7 separate regions of the Mus musculus genome follow, and all the other regions are linked to region 6. Evidence: chromatin contacts called from public HiChIP or PLAC-seq and promoter capture Hi-C data. All regions are on one chromosome and are shown on one strand. Each heading gives the region's core, a stretch centred on a gene start, on an enhancer-like site or on the middle of the called end of the contact. The rest is flanking DNA. Distances are from core to core; before and after follow the strand shown.

What was found. Promoter capture Hi-C pulls out the DNA fragments that hold promoters and counts their contacts. HiChIP or PLAC-seq counts read pairs in DNA pulled down with a chosen protein or histone mark.
Region 1: a contact with region 6 is called in a promoter capture Hi-C map of the 3T3-L1 cell line, with 9 times the contacts expected there. The contact joins the enhancer-like site here to the promoter of Usp38 in region 6. A contact is called at or near these places in 6 of 39 promoter capture datasets (the 3T3-L1 cell line, 3T3-L1-derived adipocytes, cranial neural crest and 2 more) and 1 of 115 datasets of contacts at active chromatin or transcription factors (astrocytes).
Region 2: a contact with region 6 is called in an H3K4me3 HiChIP or PLAC-seq map of stem cell-derived neural progenitor cells, with 7 times the contacts expected there. The contact joins the promoter of Rnf150 here to the promoter of Usp38 in region 6. A contact is called at or near these places in 10 of 39 promoter capture datasets (the 3T3-L1 cell line, 3T3-L1-derived adipocytes, the C10 cell line and 7 more), 7 of 115 datasets of contacts at active chromatin or transcription factors (astrocytes, embryonic forebrain, embryonic hindbrain and 4 more) and 1 of 9 other capture datasets (adipose tissue).
Region 3: a promoter capture Hi-C map of liver shows a contact between it and region 6, with 2.3 times the contacts expected there. The contact joins the enhancer-like site here to the promoter of Usp38 in region 6. A contact is called at or near these places in 2 of 39 promoter capture datasets (both in liver) and 1 of 115 datasets of contacts at active chromatin or transcription factors (microglia).
Region 4: a contact with region 6 is called in a promoter capture Hi-C map of 3T3-L1-derived adipocytes, with 7 times the contacts expected there. The contact joins the enhancer-like site here to the promoter of Usp38 in region 6. A contact is called at or near these places in 7 of 39 promoter capture datasets (the 3T3-L1 cell line, 3T3-L1-derived adipocytes, the HPC-7 cell line and 4 more) and 1 of 115 datasets of contacts at active chromatin or transcription factors (microglia).
Region 5: a contact with region 6 is called in a FOXA1 HiChIP or PLAC-seq map of pancreatic cancer cells. The contact joins the enhancer-like site here to the promoter of Usp38 in region 6. A contact is called at or near these places in 10 of 39 promoter capture datasets (the 3T3-L1 cell line, the HPC-7 cell line, cranial neural crest and 6 more) and 4 of 115 datasets of contacts at active chromatin or transcription factors (astrocytes, large pre-B cells, pancreatic cancer cells and 1 more).
Region 7: a promoter capture Hi-C map of liver shows a contact between it and region 6, with 4 times the contacts expected there. The contact joins the promoter of Mmaa here to the promoter of Usp38 in region 6. A contact is called at or near these places in 6 of 39 promoter capture datasets (erythroid cells, hematopoietic stem and progenitor cells, hippocampal neurons and 2 more), 1 of 484 Hi-C or Micro-C datasets (erythroblasts), 1 of 115 datasets of contacts at active chromatin or transcription factors (astrocytes) and 1 of 9 other capture datasets (adipose tissue).

The regions. Positions count from the first base shown.
Region 1 is chr8:82,944,816-82,947,759 of GRCm38.p6, forward strand. All of the region lies in intron 1 of Rnf150 (ring finger protein 150), which reads left to right. Among named protein-coding and RNA genes, the nearest start is that of Rnf150, 83 kb to the left of the region's middle. Within about 2 kb of position 1,601, at least 8 of the 459 cell types and tissues checked have an H3K27ac peak or open chromatin away from gene starts, as enhancers often do.
Region 2 is chr8:82,861,614-82,864,623 of GRCm38.p6, forward strand. It overlaps Rnf150 (ring finger protein 150), which reads left to right and starts at 1,743. Exons shown (of 7, transcript NM_177378.4): 1 at 1,743-2,877. The coding sequence starts at 2,397.
Region 3 is chr8:79,378,765-79,381,818 of GRCm38.p6, forward strand. The region is part of intron 1 of Smad1 (SMAD family member 1); the gene reads right to left. Among named protein-coding and RNA genes, the nearest start is that of Smad1, 19 kb to the right of the region's middle. Within about 2 kb of position 1,402, at least 24 of the 459 cell types and tissues checked have an H3K27ac peak or open chromatin away from gene starts, as enhancers often do. A contact at or near this core is called in liver, where this site is marked.
Region 4 is chr8:82,915,624-82,918,832 of GRCm38.p6, forward strand. The region is part of intron 1 of Rnf150 (ring finger protein 150); the gene reads left to right. It also overlaps the pseudogene Gm46045. Among named protein-coding and RNA genes, the nearest start is that of Rnf150, 54 kb to the left of the region's middle. Within about 2 kb of position 1,423, at least 58 of the 459 cell types and tissues checked have an H3K27ac peak or open chromatin away from gene starts, as enhancers often do. A contact at or near this core is called in 3T3-L1-derived adipocytes and the HPC-7 cell line, where this site is marked.
Region 5 is chr8:82,676,387-82,679,664 of GRCm38.p6, forward strand. No RefSeq gene overlaps it. Among named protein-coding and RNA genes, the nearest start is that of Zfp330, 96 kb to the right of the region's middle. Within about 2 kb of position 1,560, at least 5 of the 459 cell types and tissues checked have an H3K27ac peak or open chromatin away from gene starts, as enhancers often do. A contact at or near this core is called in pancreatic cancer cells, where this site is marked.
Region 6 is chr8:81,013,359-81,016,434 of GRCm38.p6, forward strand. Usp38 (ubiquitin specific peptidase 38) reads right to left here and starts at 1,548. Exons shown (of 10, transcript NM_027554.2): 1 at 397-1,548. The coding sequence starts at 1,078.
Region 7 is chr8:79,293,635-79,296,693 of GRCm38.p6, forward strand. Mmaa (methylmalonic aciduria (cobalamin deficiency) type A) reads right to left here and starts at 1,327. Exons shown (of 7, transcript NM_133823.5): 1 at 1,280-1,327. It overlaps Gm4890 (predicted gene 4890), which reads left to right and starts at 1,444. Exons shown (of 2, transcript NR_045823.1): 1 at 1,444-1,873.

The DNA.
Region 1 (2,944 bases), core at 351-2,850, 1.9 Mb after region 6:
TCAAGTGCTATTTGCTTGCTAGTTTTCCAGTCTCTGGTTTTATTTGTTTGTTTGCTTTGTTTTGTTTGTTTGTTTGTTTTTGCTTTTCTTCTTTGTGTTCTTTGTTCTTTACAACAGTTTGGCTTTTTTAAACATCTTCAATGCCATCATTTCAGGGCTATATATTAATGCCGTTATTTCGTATGTTTTGAAGGCTCTCTGGTTCTTACCAGAATGTCCTGAGGCAGTCTGGCTGTAGTTTGTCAGCTGATTCCAACCCAGTCTGCAGGGCTTTCATTTGCTTTGTGATTAAGGACCTCAAGCATGGGGTGAGGGAAGCTTCTATTGTTCTGTGTGTATACAGACATAGTCTCTGAACTGGGACCCATTAGCTCTCTGAAGACGTCAAGGACTTGAAATGCAGAAGACAGACTGAACCATTAAAGATAGCATAAAGTATAGCAGTAATGTTTATAGTTAATAATGTAACAATATATGATTTTAAATATGTTAGTCAAGTAAGGCATAAGGAAGTTAATTCACCAAATTATTTTATATGTCTGCTAAAAAATTTTAATTCTCTCTCTGCCTCCTCTACCTCTTTTGACCAGCACTATCATACACAGTAAGTGCACACTAAGTGCTGGTTGAATAAAATAAGTAAAGACAGAATAATGACTAACTGTCATTATTCTAAAACTCAGTAGATGGTGGGGGTTCCACAGTATCTGCGAGGACTTCCCATTTGTAATCTCACATCTGTGGGAAGGTGATGTGAGAGATGGGAAGGTGATGTGAGAGATGAAAGTTTAGTTAACTACACTGCAAGAAATCTAGATGAAAAGGAGCTGAGGGAAAGGCTGAACACATTAAACAGCAGAATGGCAGGCATCTTCAACACTGGTCTTTAGAACAGTGTCTCCCTCTATGAACAATGGATGCAGGTTTGGAGGAGGTGCTTTTCTGTAGCATGTCTACCATCTCCTTCTCTAAGACTCCCTTCGCTCACTCACCACGTGGGTACTCAGAATGTGCCAGAAGAGGAAGATGCCACCTGATCCCTCAGAATATCTGTTTATTCTCAGGCTTTTGGAATGGGCTTGGTTACTGAATTATCCTCAGATTGAGGAACGAGCTACAACCAGGTAAAGTAGCCCCAAACACTGTGCTCCCAGCTCTTTGTAGCCAGGAAGCCAGTTATGTGACATTTCTAGGGAACTCAGTTTTCTCTTGTCACTCTCTACATTCCCCAGCAACCCGCTAACAAAGTACATATGTTCTTTCTATAAGAGGGATGTTGGGGGAGGGAGAGAAACACCAAGAAAAAAGTGAACACAGGCTGGAAGAGCTGGGGCTTCCCAAGAACTGGTATCCAACCCCCTGGCTGAGCAAACATCCGGCTAAGGGGTTGCACACCTTGGTCCAAAATCCTGTGCCAGCTAAAGGTCCCCATGGCCCTTTTTGCTTGGGTAAAGAAGTCCTTTCCCATCTCCCCTTATTCCTCAAAGTTGTAACCAATATCTTTTTCACACACTCTCCAAATCTTAGTAGTTGTCTCTGTGACCGTCATTGCAATGTTGCTGGCACGGTCTTCTGCTCAGTTAGGAATGGGAAAAGAATCATAGCTCTGAGGCTCCTTCCTGTTCACTGGTTGCAAGGAGCAGTGAGTGAGAGAGCTGCACAGCTCAACTTCATCCTCAGAACTTCCCCTGTGAATCTTTCCAATTGAACTAAATTATTAGTATCATACATACCTCTCCCATGTTCAGAGTTTTGATCCCAGGATCCTAGAGCAGAAAGGCACGAGGGAACAAAGAAACAACAGGAAGAGGAAATGAGGAAGAGAGGGGCACCAAGAGGCTTTGGCCTTGGACATTATGGACAACCTGATTTCCTTCTCTCTAGAGAAAAGGGACATGTCTGTGCCCAGGGGAGACAGGCATATGGATCCAATAACTGAAGCATATGGAAAGGGAAGCCGTTCTGAAGTAAATTGTCTGTAACATTTATCAGATGTCCTTATTCAATCCTTATGTTTAAGCTCCAGTTTGCAGGCAAGGAATTCTCCATATCCCAAATTCATTAGTCATAGAAACAAGAGGTCCCAAAAGCCATGTGCAGATTTAATGACTGTGCCTCTTTTCCTCTGTGGCCTCTGACCCATGGCTTCTGATGCTATTCAGTGGCATGTGTCAGAAGACAAGTCTTTCACTGGAGTGTACAACCATGCTGGAGAGGGCCAGGAAGGGTTTTTACTGTTTGATGCCCTGACAAAGAATCTTTCCTTGACCAATATCTACTCAGGCTCCCCTGAACTCTGACAACAAGGTGGAGATTCTTTTATTCATTTTACTTTTATCTTTTTATTTGTCTCTGTATTGTGAGTGTTCCCAAAAAACTGCCAACTTGGTTCATCCAGATTCCACCTTCACCATGATACTTTTTCTGGCACATTCTGATCCACTGGTTCTGCCTATTCCTCAACTAAAAACTCCCACAGTTAAGGGGCTTTTGTTTTTGTAAATTTAGCTGTGTTCTAGACTAAGGCTTCTCGTCCTCAATCGTGGCAGCCCTGAGGAAAACATGCTCCTAGCACTTGAGCTACTAGTCAGCTCCTGGGGTCTTTGACACACTAAACCACTACGTCTGCTTCTCCTTCAGTGTAAAAGACCTGAATAGCCCAGTTCTTACTCTCAACTTTGATTGCTCTTCAATGTAACCAAATTAAATAGGCTCCGTTGTGAAGATCTTCTGAGAGAAACATATCTTGATGGACATGTGTAGATTGAGAATAGCTGAGTGAGCTGAGGATGTAGGAAGTGTGTGGTCATCCATCGGACCTAAATGACTGGCTTACCTTTTCCCTATGTTGCTGCTTTGGAAGATTGGGATAAAGAGTGTCCACTACCTTTAGGTATTATTGGCCAATAGGAAGAGGTATTACAATCATACCATGCATAGGAAC
Region 2 (3,010 bases), core at 493-2,992, 1.8 Mb after region 6:
CAATGTCCCACTTTCCACTTCCTGCCTCAGCTCATTGGCCATAAGCCTTTATTTATTGACAGGTGATGCATCTAAGAGATTCTCTACACCAGTTGCTTCCTGACTTCTGTATTTTCCTTACCACCCTCACCAAAGCATCAGAGAACAGTGCCTACCCCACCTCCAGAGCCCCCACGAGCCAGTCACTCCACTCCACCTCCAGAGCCCCCCACGAGCCAGTCACTCCACTCCACCTCCAGAGCCCCCCATGAGCCAGTCACTCCTTAGCATGCTCTGCCATTTCCTCAGCATGCGTTTCTCTTGGCTTTCCCCCCAGATTATTTTTGCAGCTCCTTAAGTGCCCTCCTTGCTTCTATCCTTCCTCCAGTACTGTCAGAATAAAACTTTGATGTTCTCATATAACACCACATTTTTCTGTCCAGACATCTCCCAGGAATCTTCCTCTCACCCAGATTAAACTGCAAGGCCACTTAGAATCTTCCCACCATTAATCCCATCTCATTCTTTCCATCGCTCATCTCTCTCCACCCCTGATGAGCTCACTATGGCTTCTGAACACATCAAACACCAACCTGTCTGATCTATTGTACCTACAACTCCTTCCTATTACCAACAACTGGTCCCCTAATAATCATTCAAGTCCTTCGTCCTTTGAGGATTATATTTAGACATAGGATATATCCAGAATCCATCTTCTGTTTTGTGATGTCCAGACCTAGGATGTGTATATTGTGACAAAAACTGCTGGGCTTCTCAGTGCTTCTCGAGAGGCACAGGAAAGAGAACCAGGTGGAAGATATAATGTAAATCATTAAGCACTACCATATTTGTGTATGTATAAATAAGTAGACATTTTATATTACTGGTTTCTGAAACTACAGAAACCATTAATGAGGAAGTGTAACAACCAACCAGATATCTAATTGTTAAAGAATTCTGCTATTAGAACACGACTCTAGGAAACTGTTCTCCACTGGTTTCTTTTAATCTCTGTCACAACTGGAAAACACAGCTTAAAATGGTAACGAACACACACACACACACACACACACACACACACACACACACATACCACCTACTGACGCTGTGAATCCTCTAAGGCAGGGCTATTAGAGTGGGAATGGAGGCAAAATGTCTCAATCTTAAAGTATGAGGAGAGGTCCATTTTCTAAGAAAACTAACGCCATGCCATGAGCTGGCTTCCAGAGCAGAGGAAAAGAAGTCACTTTTACCCACACCACAGACTGGTCCTTAGACCAGCAGAGTGTGCATCACCAAGGACCCCACCCCTGACTTAATAAATGTGAAATTCTCCTGAATTCATGCTGATCAGTCCTGGTTTAAAACTGGAATTCTGACAGCCACTGTCCTAAATATTCAGGTCTGGGGGGGCGGGGGGGAGGGGCCTCATGACCAATCAGTGCTGGGATAAATACCAGAGAACTCTCTGCACATCTTCCAGCAAACGGAAATGCTGTTCCAGAGAGGTTCCTACACTTTGCTGTATTTAAGACTCCCTCAATTAATTGTTCCCAATTCAAAGGCCTGAAGGTCCTTTTTACCTTTTGCCCGCAACTGTCGAAGCCTGAATTTGAGGCCCAGCAGAGGTCGCTGACGCCCAGGAAGAGAGACAGAGTGAGCGTTGCAAGGGGAGCCCAGGAGCTTTGACATCATACTAAGCTCCTCCTTGCACGCGCACATCACACACACACACACACACACACACACACACACACACACACACACACACACACACACACACACAAATACAGACACACACAAAACGCTGTATCCCTCTCCTCACGCTCTCCCCCATCCCATCTGCCCCGTACCTCCCCCTCCCTCGGCAAGTGAGTGTCCCGGGCGTAGCCACCTAGTCTGGCCAGAAGCGCAGCGCCTACTGCCCATGGGAACCCACGCATAACAGGAGCGACCTCCGCGTCTGCAGCGGGACCGATAGTCCCAGCACCGAGGATCTCCAGCACCCCACCCCCGCCCCGCTCGGCCGCGACAAGCAGAGCCGCCACCCCTTCCAAACCCGAGGACCCCGCCACCTCTATGAGAGAAGGCGACACGGGGCAAAGGAACAGGACGCCTGGCAGCCGGACTCCCCCGCAAGTGCGCGGCGCCCGCTCCGCGACCGCGCCGCGATCACCCGGGAAGCCCGATGCCAGCGCCGCGCTTCGGCTGAGAGGGGACAGGGCGGGTTTCTCCCGCTCGTCCCGGATCCGGTCTCCGCAGCGTCTGCGCGTCCCAGCCGGAGCTCCGCCGGCCAGGGAGTGAGTCGCAGCGACAGGAGAACCAGAGTGGCTGCCCGGGGTTGGCCGGGGCAGGGAAAGGAGGGACGGAGCGGGGGGAGGGCGCAGGGGGCGGGGAGGGGACCCCGGAGGAGAGAGATGACAATGTCTCTCATCCAAGCGTGCCGCAGTCTGGCTCTCTCAACATGGCTGCTTTCCTTTTGTTTCGTGCATCTGCTCTGCCTGGACTTCACCGTGGCGGAGAAGGAGGAATGGTACACCGCCTTCGTGAACATCACCTATTTGGAGCCCGAGCCCGGGGCCGCGGTGGCGGGCAGCGGTGGCGGCGCGGAGCTGCACACGGAGAAGAGCGAGTGCGGGCGATACGGGGAGCACTCGCCCAAGCAGGACGCGCGCGGCGAGGTGGTCATGGCCAGCTCGGCCCAAGACCGCCTGGCTTGCGACCCCAACACCAAGTTCGCCGCGCCGGCCCACGGCAAGCACTGGATAGCCCTCATCCCCAAGGGCAACTGCACGTACAGGGATAAGATCCGGAACGCGTTCCTGCAGAACGCCTCCGCTGTGGTCATCTTTAACGTGGGCTCCAACACAAACGAGACCATCACCATGCCCCACGCAGGTGAGCAACCCGGGGGGTGCCTGGCGGACGTGGGGGAGGGGAGCCCGAGAAGCGTCTAGGGAGATCTAGCACCGCCTCCGGGGCACCTCTGGCTGAGAAGTCCGTGCAGCACCAGAGACCAGTCTCTTATGTA
Region 3 (3,054 bases), core at 152-2,651, 1.6 Mb before region 6:
ATTAAGGCTGTGTGAAATTAGGCCACTGGGTTAAGCAGAACTTCAGAAGACCAAAGAGCTAAAACTTTCAATAGAGTCAAGCGTTTCTTACTTGAAAAGCCAGACAACAGAAGCCAGCCACATCCCCACCACCTGACAGAGACAACAGCTTTTGTAAGTTAATCTTCATTGTCAACTCGACTGGGTTAAGAAGTACCTAAATCAGTTACCCACACCTCTGGGTCTATCTATCTATCTGTCAGGGAATTTCCCAAGGAAGATTCTCGGAGGGTGGTAGGAGCCCTCTCTGATGTGGGCAGCCCTTCCGATAGGTTGGGGACCCGGATGGATTAAGGGCTGAGAGGAATAGTGAGGCAGAATCATGAGCCCCTTTCATCTGGGAACTCTGGTAGGCAGAAATATGGGACTCTCTGGTTTGAAGACAGCCTAGTCTACATACTGAGTCTGAACTAAGGCTACGTTTTATTATCAGAAAGGAGGTGGAGTGTGTCACCACCTGGCAGTCGCATCCCCTCTCTCCCAACAAGCAGAAGAAGCTGTCAGGTGGGAAAAGGTAAGGCGGGCAGGAGAAGAAGCTGTCAGGTGGGAAAAGGTAAGGCGGGCAGGAGAAGAAGCTGTCAGGTGAAAAGGTAAGGCGGGCAGGAGAAGAAGCTGTCAGGTGGGAAAAGGTAAGGCGGGCAGGAGAAGAAGCTGTCAGGTGGGAAAAGGTGGGAAAAGGCGGGCAGGAGAAGAAGCTGTCAGGTGAAAAGGTAAGGCGGGCAGGAGAAGAAGCTGTCAGGTGGGAAAAGGTGGGAAAAGGCGGGCAGGAGAAGAAGCTGTCAGGTGGGAAAAGGTGGGAAAAGGCGGGCAGGAGAAGAAGCTGTCAGGTGGGAAAAGGTAAGGCGGGCAGGAGAAGAAGCTGTCAGGTGGGAAAAGGTAAGGCGGGCAGGAGAAAAGATAAGTTGAAGCTGCCAGTCGACTCAACTGACAAGCATAAAAATGAAGGCAGACCTCACTATGTTAGGCCCAAAGAACACCTTCTAGTAGAAGTGCTATGAGGGGGTTTCCTCTGTGGGCAGAGCCAGGTGAACTGCCTGCTCATTCCTTGCTCATCCCATTCAAGAAAACAGCACTCAACTCTCAAGACACCCCAGAAGGACTCTCTGGGGTCAAACAGACAGCAAGGCTTCCTGCTAACCAAAGCCAGAGAGAAATTCTAGAACAAAAGGAAGTTAAAAGTTATAGAACCCCTCAATACTCCCTCTGTGGCATCTAACTTAATTTTTCCAATTACATTTATGTAATGTGTGTGTGTGTGTGTGTGCACACGCGCGTGCGCGCGCGAGTGTGTGTTGTGTGCATGCTAATGTGTGCACACATCCGTCCTTGCTCATGCAGAGGTCAGAGGTCACTTTCAGGGGTCAGTTCCCTCCTTCCACCACGTGGGTGAAATTCTGGCAGCAAGCGCTTTTACCTACTGAGCCTCTCTTGGCCCCGGAAGCACGTTTTAACGACTTTATGAACTCTTGGCCAAGTCCCTAGGGGAAATATATTTCTACAAAATTCCTGTATAAGAAAACAACGTAAGGATGCTCAGAGATCACAGGAATCTACTCAATCTTGGGACACATGGTGTGTAGTTTACCTTGTTTGCATTTAAAAAAAAAAAAAAGTCCTTTCCAGAGTTGGATTTTCCCTGGTGGGGAAGAGGTAGTAGGTAATGAAAGAAGAGGGTCCATGGGGTAGAGAGAGCCCAGCTGGTACAGCTGCCTTTAAGGTGCAAGCATTACCAGCCAGTCTTCCAGTGTGGCAGGCTATCAGGCATGGCCATATGGTCTCTCGGAGTGCTGATTAAGTGCAAGACTTAGAAATCAGCAGAGAGAAGAGTGTGGGTCCCAGATTACCACTTACAAACCTCAGACACTGTAACACTGTGACACTGACTTTACAAGGAGTGTCCCCTTGATGAATCAAAGAATTTACAGACATCTCCACAACAGGGCTTCCCAGGACACAGCTGTAGTTAAATATGTAGATCAGGTGTGTGTCTCAATGTAGCTTTCGTATATTAGAAAACTCTACCCTCTGCATACACAAAAATTTCCCCCAACACATCTAGGCTTAAACAGGATGGCCTGGCTCATTTCACTCAAATTCCGTAGGCAATAGCAAGTTCTAAGGTTTTGGGTTGTTTGGGGTTTTTTGTTTTGTTTTGGTTTGGTTTTTTGGTTTTTGGTTTTAGATAATGACTTTTTTTTTGGGTGAGGAGATTAAAGCCAATACAAAGTTTCCTTACTGTCCCCAACTTCAACCACCAGACTTGGCTTTCCTCCATCTCCTTGTCCCCCATCTCCTTGGCATTTCCCTAAACCCTACTGGATGCTCTTTCTTTAATGAGCATGAAGGAACCTTGGGCAGACTCTGAAACCCCTGACCTCTCCTGAAAAAGTTCACCTGGGTGCTCAGTCCTGAAATGCAGGAAAGATGAGCCCCTTAGTTGTCTCCCAAATAAGACAAATGAATGAGCAAACAGGCAACAACAACAACAAGCACTCTTCTTGGACCTTTATCTTCAACAGTAATTTTACAGTCTACAGCAGGCTAAGTGGGACAAACTTCCTCTCAGGCCCAGGAGCTCTGCTGTTAGCTGAGCTCCCATCTGGGGAGACAGTGGCTGTCTCTACATCTCACAGACTATCTCAATTCTACTAAGAGTCTGGAGGCTCAGAAGTTAGGTAACTTCTCTGGAACCTACACTTCAGCTAGAATTTATTGACATAAAAGTCCAGTAATCAGCCAGGTTTGGTGGTTCTATCCAACACTTGGGAAGCCGAGGCAGGCAGATCTCTATGAGTTCAAGGTTTACTTGGCGAGTTCCAGGCCAACCAGGGGATACATAGTGGGACCCCAAAAGAACAAAACAAAACAAAAAGGGCAAGAAAGAAAATGAAAAATTTATGAATGGGGTTTTAAAAAGCAAGGAATTTAAAGAGCAAATCCACTGAGGCCAGGATTTGAGCACAGGCAGGAAGACCATCCAAGCGCTCCCCCCAGCTCACCCCCTCCCTCACATCT
Region 4 (3,209 bases), core at 173-2,672, 1.9 Mb after region 6:
AACTTTAGCACAAAGATGTTTATGTCTAAGTTTATTAAAAAGTCAACTTTCATAAATCTAGATAGGATGAGGAAGAAGAGTGATTCAAACACAGATGCCTCAGTAGAATTTGAAATACCTAGTCTCTCGAAAGGAATTCTTTCGATTTTGAAATATAGTTTATTCATGCCAATGAAGGTAGAGAGCATATATTTAATTCAAGTTACTTTTTTAAGAAAGTGGAATATGCTATAAATAAATTATTTGTCTAGTGACTCGTATAGTGAAATATTTACTTGCATAAGCTTGTGAATATTTGAGTCATTAAAACTTTTTAAAACATACTTTTAATACCAAATAGAAAGCTATCAGAAAACCCTCGTGACTTTCCCCTGGTTTATCCCCTTTCTTTAAGCATTTTAACAAATTTTAAAATTTCTTCAGTTTTGAAATTTGGCTTATGTATATCCTCTGAAGTAGAGCTTGTTTAATTCAAATCTTTTTTAGTGTAGGTAGCATGTATTCAAATATGTCACTTTGCTAATGGCTCACTTAAAGTATGATAAAATAAGTTAAGCATTGGGTTTTAAGAGAGTGTTATTTCTTCGATGTTTTCATGAGTGATTATCACTGGTCTCTAAGAACAGAGTGCCCAGATTGACAGGCTGCCTTAGGAGAAATCTAAGAATTAATCACGCTTTTCTTTGATATACTGTAATTAATCTTCTCTAATGCAAGTCAGATTTCCTCCTCCTTCTTTTCTTCTTCTTCTTATGAATTTGATGGAATATTTTACATTCATCTATTGTACCTACTTTCCCTAGCTTTTGAAGGATCAGTACATCTTGTTGTATCACTTAGAATGCTTTCAATCATTTCTGCTGGTTCTGTGTAAAGAGACTGTAAGACAAATTGCTTCCATTTGTCTATTCTTACAGATAAAGCTCATGTTTTATCTGTAAGAATAGACAAATTCCAGAGTTCTTCATGTGCAATTGATAGTAAATAGAATTTTTCTTAAAGATGTAGTTTTATTTTTAACTATGGAATGTTAGTTCCTAGATCTGAGGCTACAGGCTACTATGAGCTGACCAGTGTGTGTTAAGAGCCAAACTCAGGTCCCATGCAATTTCTCTTAGCCACTCAGCCATCTGAATGGTCACCTAAAACTGGAATTTTAAGTTGTTGGGATTTTTTAAGCTGCTGCTGCAAAGAAAAAAGAAAAAAGTAGACAATTGTAAACAGAAAGAATTATAAAAACATATAGGAGAATTGGGCCCTGGTAAAAACAATAAACTTCTAAGAAAAACATACAGTCTATTAGAAATGAGTGTGTGTGTGTGTGTGTGTGTGGTTGAAAACAAACCCAAACCATTAGGAAATGAACCAGTTTGATGACTCATTATGTCCAGGAACAGTTTCTTTGGGCATAGCATATTTAGACTTTGCCAAAACCCAAACCACTGAACTGTGTGTCTGAAATAGATAAGTGGATGAGACTTCGAGGCTGGTGATTAGGGTGAGTGACTTGATGATGTGGACAGCTTATTGCTGACCAACAAACCTGAACTGAGAAGGAGAACTGCAGGAAAGGATGGGGACTGCAGAGCAGATTTTGAAACAAGGCTTTGGGGAAAGTTGATTTAAACTGAACAATTGAAAGAACAAGAGGATACAGGGGAGAGAAAGATGCTGGAAACACTGCAAAGAAGCTCAAGGTGAGCCTACTGTCTTATGCAGATGTTGTATGTATTCCTGTTTGCTAAAACTAATAGTTCCTGGCAGGAAGGAAGGGTTTAACACAGCTAGCCAGCCAGATAACCACTCAGTTCATTATGCTTGGATCCTGACAGGCACTGGAAACTCAGTTCCCATAAAGACAAGCTTAATGCTTTCACAACACTGTTTAGCTGTGTGGGGACAGAGAGACTCCAGCAGATGAGAAACCTGTTAGTAACCTATGCTAAGTACGGTATGGTATAGTTGACACTAAGCTAAAGATTTCATTGACAAGATCTTCTTGATCCTCATAACCATCTTGGGAAGTGGTCATCACTGCTTCTTTAAGACAAAGGAAATTGAGTCATGGGGCAGTTTAGTTGCTTGCCAATGTGATATCATGGCTAGATTGAGGAGTGACAGTCTGGCTTCAGACCCATGCCCTTCATTGTATTGTACTCGCTAAAAAGAGCGTGCATGGGACAGGGGAAATGGTTTGGCTGGTGAAGTGTTTAACATGTAAGTACAAGGACTGCAGGACCCACAGTCACAGCTGGGCTCCAGGGCACATTCTTCCAATCCCAGTGCTGACAGGCTAGACACAGCATGATCCCTGGGGCTCACTGGACAGCCAGCCAAGCCTCCAGTGTGAGCTCTAGGCCAGTGAGAGATTCTATCTACCTGGAAGGTATAAGCAGACAGCGTTCTTGGGGAATGGGAGTGGCACTTGTCATCTGGCTTCCTCATGTGCACACAGGCTCCTGCAGTTTTACAATGTGTGTTGCCACACACAAAAGAGAATGTCATGCAGTCATGTGTCATGATGTCAGAGATGGCGTACTTACTGAAGTGTGCTTTCAGAACACTTGATGGGGAAAAAGGAAGAGTCATGGTCCAGGGTGCCTTTCAGTCTTAAGTGCTGCTCAATGTTCTGTTATTTGTCCCCAGAGAGTGGGGTTGCTACTGAAGTTTCTTTTTTCTTTTCCCCACCTCCTTCTGCTTCTCCTTAATAGATTTTCTTCTTTCCTCCTTTGTTTATCTTCCAAATATTTACAATAAATATGTATTAATTTAAGGACAAGATGTATATTGTCTCGGTTTCCTTTAAGGAAACATTTCCTTTATATGGGGAAATAATGCTGATATTTAGTCATCTTAATATAAACGTGTTAAATTAATACATCGGGAACGTATGCGTTTCTTTGGAGACGTGGATTTTCTTATTTTATGCACCTATTGGCCTTTTTAGATAGCTTTCCACTCATCTTTGCTTCCTTCAAAAGAATTTCTTTTCATCTGTCCTGACCACAGTTTCTCCTCCCTCCAGTCTTCCCACCTCCCCATCCTCCCGATCCCCCTCCCCTCCTCAGCAGATCCACTCCTCCTCCATTTCCCCTCAGAAAATGGCAAGCCTCACAAGAACATCCACTGAACATAGCCTAACAAGATACAACAAGACTAGGCACAAACCCTCATATCAAAGCTGGGTGAAGCAGACCATTACTAGGAAT
Region 5 (3,278 bases), core at 310-2,809, 1.7 Mb after region 6:
CCTCACACCAGTCAGAATGGCTAAGATCAAAAACTCAGGTGACAGCAGATGCTGGCGAGGATGAGGAGAAAGGGGAACACTCCTCCATTGTTGGTGGGATTGCAAGCTTGTACAACCACTCTGGAAATCAGTCTGGTGGTTCCTCAGAAAATTGGACATAGTACTACCAGAGGATCCCGCAATACCTCTCCTGGGCATCCAGAAGATGTCCCAACCGGTAAGAAGAACACATGCTCCACTATGTTCATAGCAGCCTTGTTTATAATAGCCAGAAGCTGAAAAGAACCCAGATGCCCCTCAACAGAGGAATGGATACAGAAAATGTGGTACATTTACACAATGGAATACTACTCAGCTATTAAAAAAATGAATTTATGAAATTCTTAGGCAAATGGATGGACCTGGAGGGTATCATCCTGAGTGAGGTAACCCAATCACAAAGGAACCCGCACAATATGTACTCACTGATAAGTGGATATTAGTCCAAAAACTTAGGATACCCAAGATATAAGATACAACTTGCCAAACGCATGAAATTCAAGATGAATGAAAACCAAAGTGTGGACACTTTGCCCTTTCTTAGAAATGGGAACAAAACACCCATGGAAAGAGTTACAGAGACAAAATTTGGAGCTGTGACAAAAGGATGAACCATCTAGTGATTGCCATATCCAGGGATCCATCCCATAATCAGCTTCCAAATGCTGACACCATTGCATACACTAGCAAGATTTTGCTGAAAGGACCCAGATATAGCTCTCTCTTGTGAGACTATGCCGGGGCCTAGCAAACACAGAAGTGGATGATCACAGTCAGCTATTGGACAGGTCACACGGCCCCCAATGGAGGAGCTAGAGAAATTACCCAAGGAGCTAAAGGGAACTGCAACCCTATAGGTGGAACAACAATATGAACTAACCAGTACCCTGGAGCTCTTGTCTCTAGCTGCATATGTATCAAAAGATGGCCTAGTCAGCCATCACTGCAAAAGAGGCCCATTGGACTTGCAAACTTTATATGCCCCAGTACAGGGGAACGCCAGGGCCAAAAAGGGGGAGTGGGTGGGTAGGGGATGGGGGGGTGGGGATGGGGGACCTTTGGGATAGCATTGAAAATGTAAACGAGGAAAATACCTAATAAAAATAAAGAACCATCATTAAAAATAAAGTTTGAAAAAATTAAAGTTACAATCCCTTGACCTTCATCTTCCGGCCCATGGCTCTTGATGCTTTTCCCAGGAGGCCTGTGTAGACTTTCAGGAACATCCAGTGTAGACTTTCCTCCCCATCAATCCCCTGCCAGTCTGGCCCACCTGGGGTATAAGCAACAGAGGTGAGCTGTGTGCTGCCTCTTGACAACCATCATCTGGCCCATGGTTCTCCCTGCCTTCCCAAGAAGTCTTGCGGGGCCCCAAGAACATCCAACTTAGAGAAAAACAAACTAAAGAACTAAGAATGTATTTTGACTCATAGTCTCAGATGGTCACGGGGATTCCTGTGGGTGGGAAAAGAAGCATAGCAGAAGAAACATGCTCACCTCAAGGACACCAGGAAGGGGTGGGGCTGCACAATACACACACTTGTCTGAACGCAAGCAAATGGAGTTTAATAATAGCAGAGATGGCTGCTCTCCAAGCTCAGTGCAAGCTGCAGTGCATTATGGAATGATTCAGCCTCACAGAGACAAAGAATCACCCACATAATTGAATAAATGCATATTACATAGTAAAGTGTCTTATCAAAGCCTGAACATGTTATATCACAAAAGATTTGTGCAATTTGCTAAGAATAAGCAGATTTAGTGAAGATGGATCTTTCATTTGACTTTTATTGACAATCAAGTAAGTTGAACATGTTCTAGTTTTATGATCAAATACAGGTTTGCTCCAGCATTATAAAAGAACAAAATGCTTTTGCCTATTGACCTGTAAGAGAGGTATAAAGAACCAAACAGGCTAGAACACAAATGAAAAGAAAATCCACACAGACAAGAATCCAACCCAGATACCACTGAAGAATTGTCTCTAGACCATACCAAAATGTACCAACAGTCTTACAGTTAACAGGTCCCTACCAATCTCAATATGGTGCCCTTCTAATCTAAAGGTTAGATTCAAGTAGTACTCATTGAGCTGACCAAACTTCAGACTCTGGGCTTTGGTGCTTTCCATCAGCTCTTGTAAGGCTTGTAAGTGGGTAATTTATCACTTGCAAATGAAGAAGGCTGTCTTCCAGGAAAGAAGAATGCAGATAATACAGGGCCTGACCTGTAGCACTATGCCCAAACATCATTGTTCAATGTTTGAACCTTTCCTCTCAACTCCAAAGTTCTGCATAAGGGGCTAGAGAGAGGGCTCACTGGGTAAAGGCACTTGCCAGAGTTTGATCCTTAGAACATAAGTGACGGGAAGAAGGAACTAGCTCCTGTAAGTTGTCCTCTGACCTCCACCAGTGCACAGTGCTACACCCACACATAGAATAAACACATGAGAAAAAAATCAATAAATTCTTAATAAAAGATTGGTCAAGGGACAGTGGCTTATGTTTATGTAAATTCACCAATTACTTACTAAGCTCTCAGTGTATGCCATGCTATGGGGCTCTGGGGACTAAAGAAATAGCTTAAGCATAACAGATGTGACATTATTCATCAGCACATATTATAAATATGGTTGGCTTGAATCAATATAACCACACTGGCAGGCAGCCCAGTAACTCCCTCTGGAGAATTCTCTTTTACTCATCCTAAACTATACAAACAACCCAGAGACTCACCTATTTAAACAAGACATTTATCCTACGTATTAAGTGTCTTGCAGGGAGAAATACTGGACTATGTAATCAAACCACCTACATCTGCTGATCATCAAGGCTATGCATTCCAGTGGGCACCTAATACTACTTTATGCCAATGGTGCCAGGTTCCTGTGTAGCACATGAGTGACACACACACCTAGTTTTCAACATGATAGGTTGTAGGCATACTCCAATATTTCTGAAAATATACATTGTCAAGGAAAATTGAAACCATAAACGCCTTCTGTGTGCTAGAATGTGTCCTTTTACAACTGGGAAACCTTAGGTTGTCTTCTATTGTTTGGGTCTAGGGTTGCAACAAAGGTCTACAAAGAGTTGGTAGCTACCATTTGCCCGCATTGTCCCATGAGCTAAAGATCATTTTTAAATTTTTAAATGATTTTTAAAACCTCTCCGGTGTTTAGAGTATAGCTCATTTAGTGGGAGATACAGTTAGCATACATGCAGCCCAAGATTCAGCCC
Region 6 (3,076 bases), core at 298-2,797:
GCAAGCATCATATATGACCATTAGTCAGTAATGACTAGAAGCTTTTCATCCTGGCTGTCAGCCTGTAAGAATTCCAAAACTGGAGCAGAGGTGGTGTAATTAAATGACTTGTTCAGTGACAAAGGTCTTTGGACTTAGGCATCCTCAATGTTTTGGCTCCAGCGTACCATTCTGAACAAGGCAGTGAAGAGGAGTAACATTTTGCATAAGGGTATTTAGTTTTGCTCTCCATCAAGAACGTCTCTTACTGGAGGAGTTACTCTAATAAAATAGGCTACCTGGCCTCTTTCAGTACCCCCAAAGAGAATGCTTCCGGGGGGGAAAAAAGCGCACTGTGTTGATGAGACACACGTGTTGAATTTCCAAGACACACTTTTCTGAAATAATGACCCTTACCTGTGGAAGAGATGCTTGCAAAAACTTCTTGCAGAGAAGGTAGCAGCGTGGAGGGCTCAGCCTTCCAAATATTCTGTAGTAAGGTACTCACTTTCGTTACCTGGGAGACATACTCCCGTAGTTCCTTCTCCTGAGTGGACACGCACTGGAAATGACCTATCGTTCGAACCAGCTGTTGACAGAAGGTAACTGACAGTTTCCCTTTGGGGACGCACTGCACGAAATCGGTCAGGAGGTCGCTCAGCCGGGCACAGAGCACTGGCTCCGGCCTCTCGCAAACCATTCGCAGGACCTCCACCTGGAGCAGGCTGAAGAGATCCAGCACCGACGGGCAGCTCATAATCAGCTTCAGGCCGTTGTGAATGTAGTCCAGGATGGCGACGTCCTTCCTGTCCACTGAGTGGTAGCCCTGCTGAAGGAGGCCCAACACGAAAGTCTTGTTGAAGAAGGACTCGAACTCCGGCCGGTGGTACCGCGCGTAGGCCTCCAGCACCTGGTGGCCCACTTGTCGCTGGAAAGGGTCCTGGCCCTCCAGGATGAGGCGGGTCGTCAGGTCAAACATGGCCTCGCACTGCGCCTCGTCGAGCCAATGCTCCGCGAACTCCACCACCTTCCGCACAATCATCCGCTTGAGGGGCAGCGGGTGCGAGGAGCTCACCAGGCCTTCCAGAATCTTGTCCATCGTCGCCACTCTGCAAGGCCAGGCCCTGGGGATAAAGAGCTGGCAGCGGCAGCCCCGGGGGGCAGCAAAGCGCCCCGGCGGGGAGGAACTTGGAGCCAACCAGCAGCAGGACCGGCCACCGCCACCGCCGCCTCAGCAGCCACATTTATCGAGTGGGAAGGCCCATCCGAGCCGGGACGGGAGCGAGCGATTCTGGGACGCCGAAAGGCTGCGGGTCCCCGCGGTCCGCCTCAGGGGCCGGAGGTCCGCATAAGGCTGCCTCGCTGGGCCCGCGACCTCTCCCAGCCTCCGGGCGCAGGGACCCTCCAGGCTGAGCTGGAAGGTGAGGAGCGCCTTCGTGTCCCGGGTCAGTGCGGAGCCCCGGCTCCCGCGGGTGGGCAGTTAAAAGTCGCCCTGGGTTGAGTCAGGAGGCACTGTCAATGCGAGTACCTCGATCTGCCAAGGAGAGGAGCCGGAGGCGCGGAACACCCTGAACCCGGAAGCAGAAATACTGGCGAATAGGAAGTGAAGCTCCGAGGTACAGCGGATAGGTCCGCCCTCGCCCCGCCCACTTTTTTCCGGTCCTTTCCCGGCTACGTTCGACCCATTTCCTGCTGGCCCCGCCCCTCCCCCTTCTCCATGTAGCTCCTCCCCCGATAGGCCGCGCCCCCTTCCCTGGCGCGCAGGCGCAGAGGCACGGAGTGAGTCACGCGGCCACTCTCACGTCACTGGAGACTGTGTGGTACGTCACTGGCGGACTTCCGGAGGCGCTGCTCAGGGAGCCTACTCTGAGCTCTGAGGTTCTTGTCGCCGGACGTGGATTCCGTCAGTGGTGAGGGTTAGAAACTCAGAGACCACTCAGCGCGAGCGAACCGAGAGTCTATACTGAGCCGCCGGCGACTGCCGGGGGGAAACCCTTCTCTCAGAGCAGCCGGAAGAACGCACTGTGCAGGGAGCTGTAAAAGGCAGAGAACACGGAAACACTACTTCCTTGTTTGCCGTTGGCAGGGAAATAAAGTAAGCAAGCAGCTTACTAGAAGCCCAAAACGTGCAGTTGCCTGAGGCATTTCCCCGAGTTTCTAGGACAGAGTTGGGGTACAGGACTTTTCACTTTCATCAGGGAATGATGGTGTCAGTTTCCGGGTAAACCAAAGATGGCTCCACCTGAGACAAAATGGAGGAACTTTTACTATGTCATAGTCTGAGACATGTTGCTTATGAAGACAATTCGAGGAAGTGCTATTAATTGTTTAAAATCTTGTGTCTGAGAAAATTTTGGAAACGCGAGAAGAGCACTAGTTGAGGAATGGAGGAAAGTATAAGAAAACAAACAAACAAACAAACCAAGCTTTGGGGGAAATCTTTCTAAAGACCTTGTTAGGCCCAGACATACTCCAATGCCTTAAATGGCTGGGTTTTTCCTCTGAAACAATTGCTAATGTAGAGAGAGTACTGGTGGCTCATATATTTAGTGGTGATTCAAAACAAGGTTGTTGTAAGAATAGATTTTTTAGCGGGTGGTGGTGGTGCTCGCTTTTAATCCCAGCACTTGGGAGGCAGAGGCAAGTGGATTTCTGAGTTCGAGGCCAGCCTGGTCTACAGAGTGAGTTCCAGGACAGCCAGGGCTACACAGAGAAACCATGTCTGGAAAAAATAAAAAATAGTGAGCTTTTGTATTCAGTGTTCAGTGTATAAGCAAGATCCTTCTCAGCTAAATTTAGACCCAGGCATAGTGGCATACACCTTTAATCCATGGAGATAAGGCCAAGCAGATCTCTGAGTTCAAGGCCAGCCTGGGACAAGCAGGTTCTAGGTGAAGAGCTTAACTCCAGGCCTGGTGGTACATGCCTTTAGTTCCAGCATTACAAGAGACAGCCATGTAGGTCTCTGAGTTCATTTCAGGAAACCCAAACTTAGGCAGAGAGGGAGTTAGAAAACAGAAAGCTGATAATAGAACATGGTGGAGGTGGGAGGACACATTCCAGCTTCAGCAAGCAGCAGAACTTGGCAGCTTTGGCC
Region 7 (3,059 bases), core at 77-2,576, 1.7 Mb before region 6:
GTCTTCCAAACCTAGTACTTACTTTCCCAATTTCCCACATTCCAGATTTAACTGGTCTCATCTTTCCTCTTCTACAACATTTCTCCTCTGCTTAAATCCACTCTTCTCTTAAATCCTCTCCTGATGATCCTGGCTTTGGGGAAATCTTTCTTCTCTAAATCAAATTATTCTGAATACTAACTTAGGTGATACCCGGCTCACAGAGGGTGCTTGTTAACTCAACCCAACACCAATCACATTAAAACCAACGGGAGGATCACATAAAAATATAGATACTTGTTCCTTATTCCAGAAAACTCAGATCTCTGTAGAAGACCCGTGGCAATGAATGATTTTAAAGCACTGATTTTAAAGCAATGTTCAACACCTTTCTTACATACAGCAAGACTAAATGTCTACTTTTCCCACATGACATCAATCAGCTGGGGCAAATTCCAACCATTCACTTGCTCCATCCATTCCAAATATATTCTTATGACACCCTCACATTTTGTAATCACCATTTACGTTCCTCATGATTATATAACTTTCCATGTTTATAGTCTCTAATAGGAAACAAAGCCTTAAAAGAACCATCCTAATAAAAATACTATTTCCTTGAATATATTTACTTCGTCAAAGAACTTTCGAGACATTGTAGATAACCCTCCAAACGTTTTGTTTCTCCTGGAAATTGGTTTTCTACTAGCTTAGCCACTTTTTATAGTTTCTTTGTTCTCCAAAATATATGCAAGGGAACTGTTAAGAAAGGCGACAGTAAGAAACCCTTTTCTTAGGCTCTCCTTCATTTTTCAAATGAGAAACATATCTGAAGTTGGCATGTCTTCTGTGGAACGCTACCGGCGCGGTCGCGACGGTGTTTGGCAACCCAGACACCGCTTTGTGACTCCCAGTGAACCCTGCTTTATAACCTGCAAATCTGTATTCCTTCCCCTCTGAGGGGTCTGCTGCTCCCTTCCGCAGGCGGAGCTCCTTAGCACTGAACAGCCTCCGGGCCTGGCTCCTTCCGCGCTGCCCGAGACGAGCTCACAAACCGGCCCACGAGAACCTGACAGCAGCGACTGCGACGCCTTTCTTATGTAAGGAAAAAGCGCTCAGTCCCTTCCAGTCCTTCCTGCAGGCCCCACCACATCCACCCCGCCCCCGACTCAGCCACATCCTCCTCGGCTGCCCCCCGCGAGCCTCCAGGGGGCGCCCCCGACAGCGGGGCTGACCCCGGGCGGAGGACGCACCGCGGCCCCGACTCCTGGCCTCCGCGCGCACCGGGCCCCACACTCACCCTCGCGAGGCCGCGCAGCAGAGCACCGCCCCTTCCGCCCACTGCTCCCGCCCTGCTCGCTCCTTCCGCCGCCGGCGGCACGCAGGCGTAACGCGACGCCCCGCGCAGGCGCAGTCGCTTAGCGAAGGCTGTCCCGCGGCGGGCGCAGGCGCGGGTGGCGGGGTGTGCTTGGGCGGGAAGTGGGTGGTGAGGGCCGCTCTGGGCTCAGCGTTCCCCACCTGGAATGCGTCCTGGCTTCGGCTGGCCCGGCCCAACCCTCAGCGGCCGCGGTGCCCAGGCCCACTCCTTCCGCGCCTGGAAACGTGAGACGGGTCACTGAGGACGACGTAGGCAAACTTTGCAGAGCACGTTGCCACCTGTTGGAGTAGCCGCTCCAGCCCCAGTCGAAATGCACGGCCGAACAATGGCAGTTCTGAGTGGCTCAGGGGCCCACACTTTCTTTAAAACCGATGCACTCGTAGTAATATTTCTTATGCCCCACATCCAGAGGCCTGTGCTCACCACCTCAGCAGTGCCCGGGGAGGTTCGCCAGGCGTGGGCAGGCTCTCCCTTGAAAGCACCTGACCTGGTTCTACCTTGCACTGGGGCTGAATGGTAATTAATTTTTTTATTTGTGTTTTTGAGATAAGGTCTCTCTGGCCGACCTGGAACTCCCTAAAACCATGCTGGTTTACATACTACCTGGCTCTGCCTCACAAATGCTGGGGTTAAAGGTGGGCCCCACCGCGCCACACTGTAGCTAATTTAAAAAAAAAAAAATTACTGAAGTCATGAGACCTACAAATTTCAGGCAGTCCAGAAGGAAAGTGTGTGGAGACAGAGAAAGGTACGATAGTACGTTAAAAACAGGCAGCTTAAACAGCAGCGGTAAGTGCTCCTTTAACTCGTCCACCGTAAGTTTTAAATGTTTAAAAGCAAAGTTGTTGGGACTGGAGCTATGGCTCAGAGATTAACATTAACGTAAGAACATATTGGCTGCTCTTCAAAGGAGCCAGATTGGGTTCCCAGTGCCCACAGGGAGGTTCACAGCCATCCAGTTCCAAAGAAATCACTGCCCTCCTCTGGCCTCTGAGAACACCAGGCACACATGTAGAGCACATTCCTACTTGTAGATACATAAAAATATTTTTGAAAATTAAAAACCAGTGAAACTTTGTACCTAGCAATTATTAAAACATTTACAAAGAAGAAATACAAAATTCATGATACAGTAGTTTTCTTACAATCTGACCTTAACAAATGCTGCACCATGTCTAAGAGCACTGGGAAGGGTTTGGAAATGACCTCGTTATTACAAATATCATATTTAAGTCCATATATTAAGGCTTGGGAATTCACCAACCAACTTACGTAATGCATATAATCTTTTGGTTACTGCTCAGCGCTGTTTGCCATGGTATGTATAAGACTTGTGAGTCTTTGTAATCTGTCAGTTGTGACTTTTTAAATTTTCATTTCAACAAATTTGAGTAGCTGCCAGATACTGTTCAGGCTCCTGGAACGCCTGAGGCTGGCATGCTCAGTCCCTTTACAGCATGGCATCATATTTGCATATAACCTATTTCCATCTTTAATGTGTTTAAAGAACAGGGAGCCAGAGCAGGTGCTATAAGCCTCAGAGAATTGGAAATCACATCAGCTAGGCAACAGAGGGTCAGAATATGGATACTAATCAGATATGCCTTTGTTTCCTTCAAGGGAATTACATGGGAATCTCTTATTGTAATGCATGAACAGAGTAAGTACAGTCATCTATTTGTTTTCTATTACTGCCATAAAA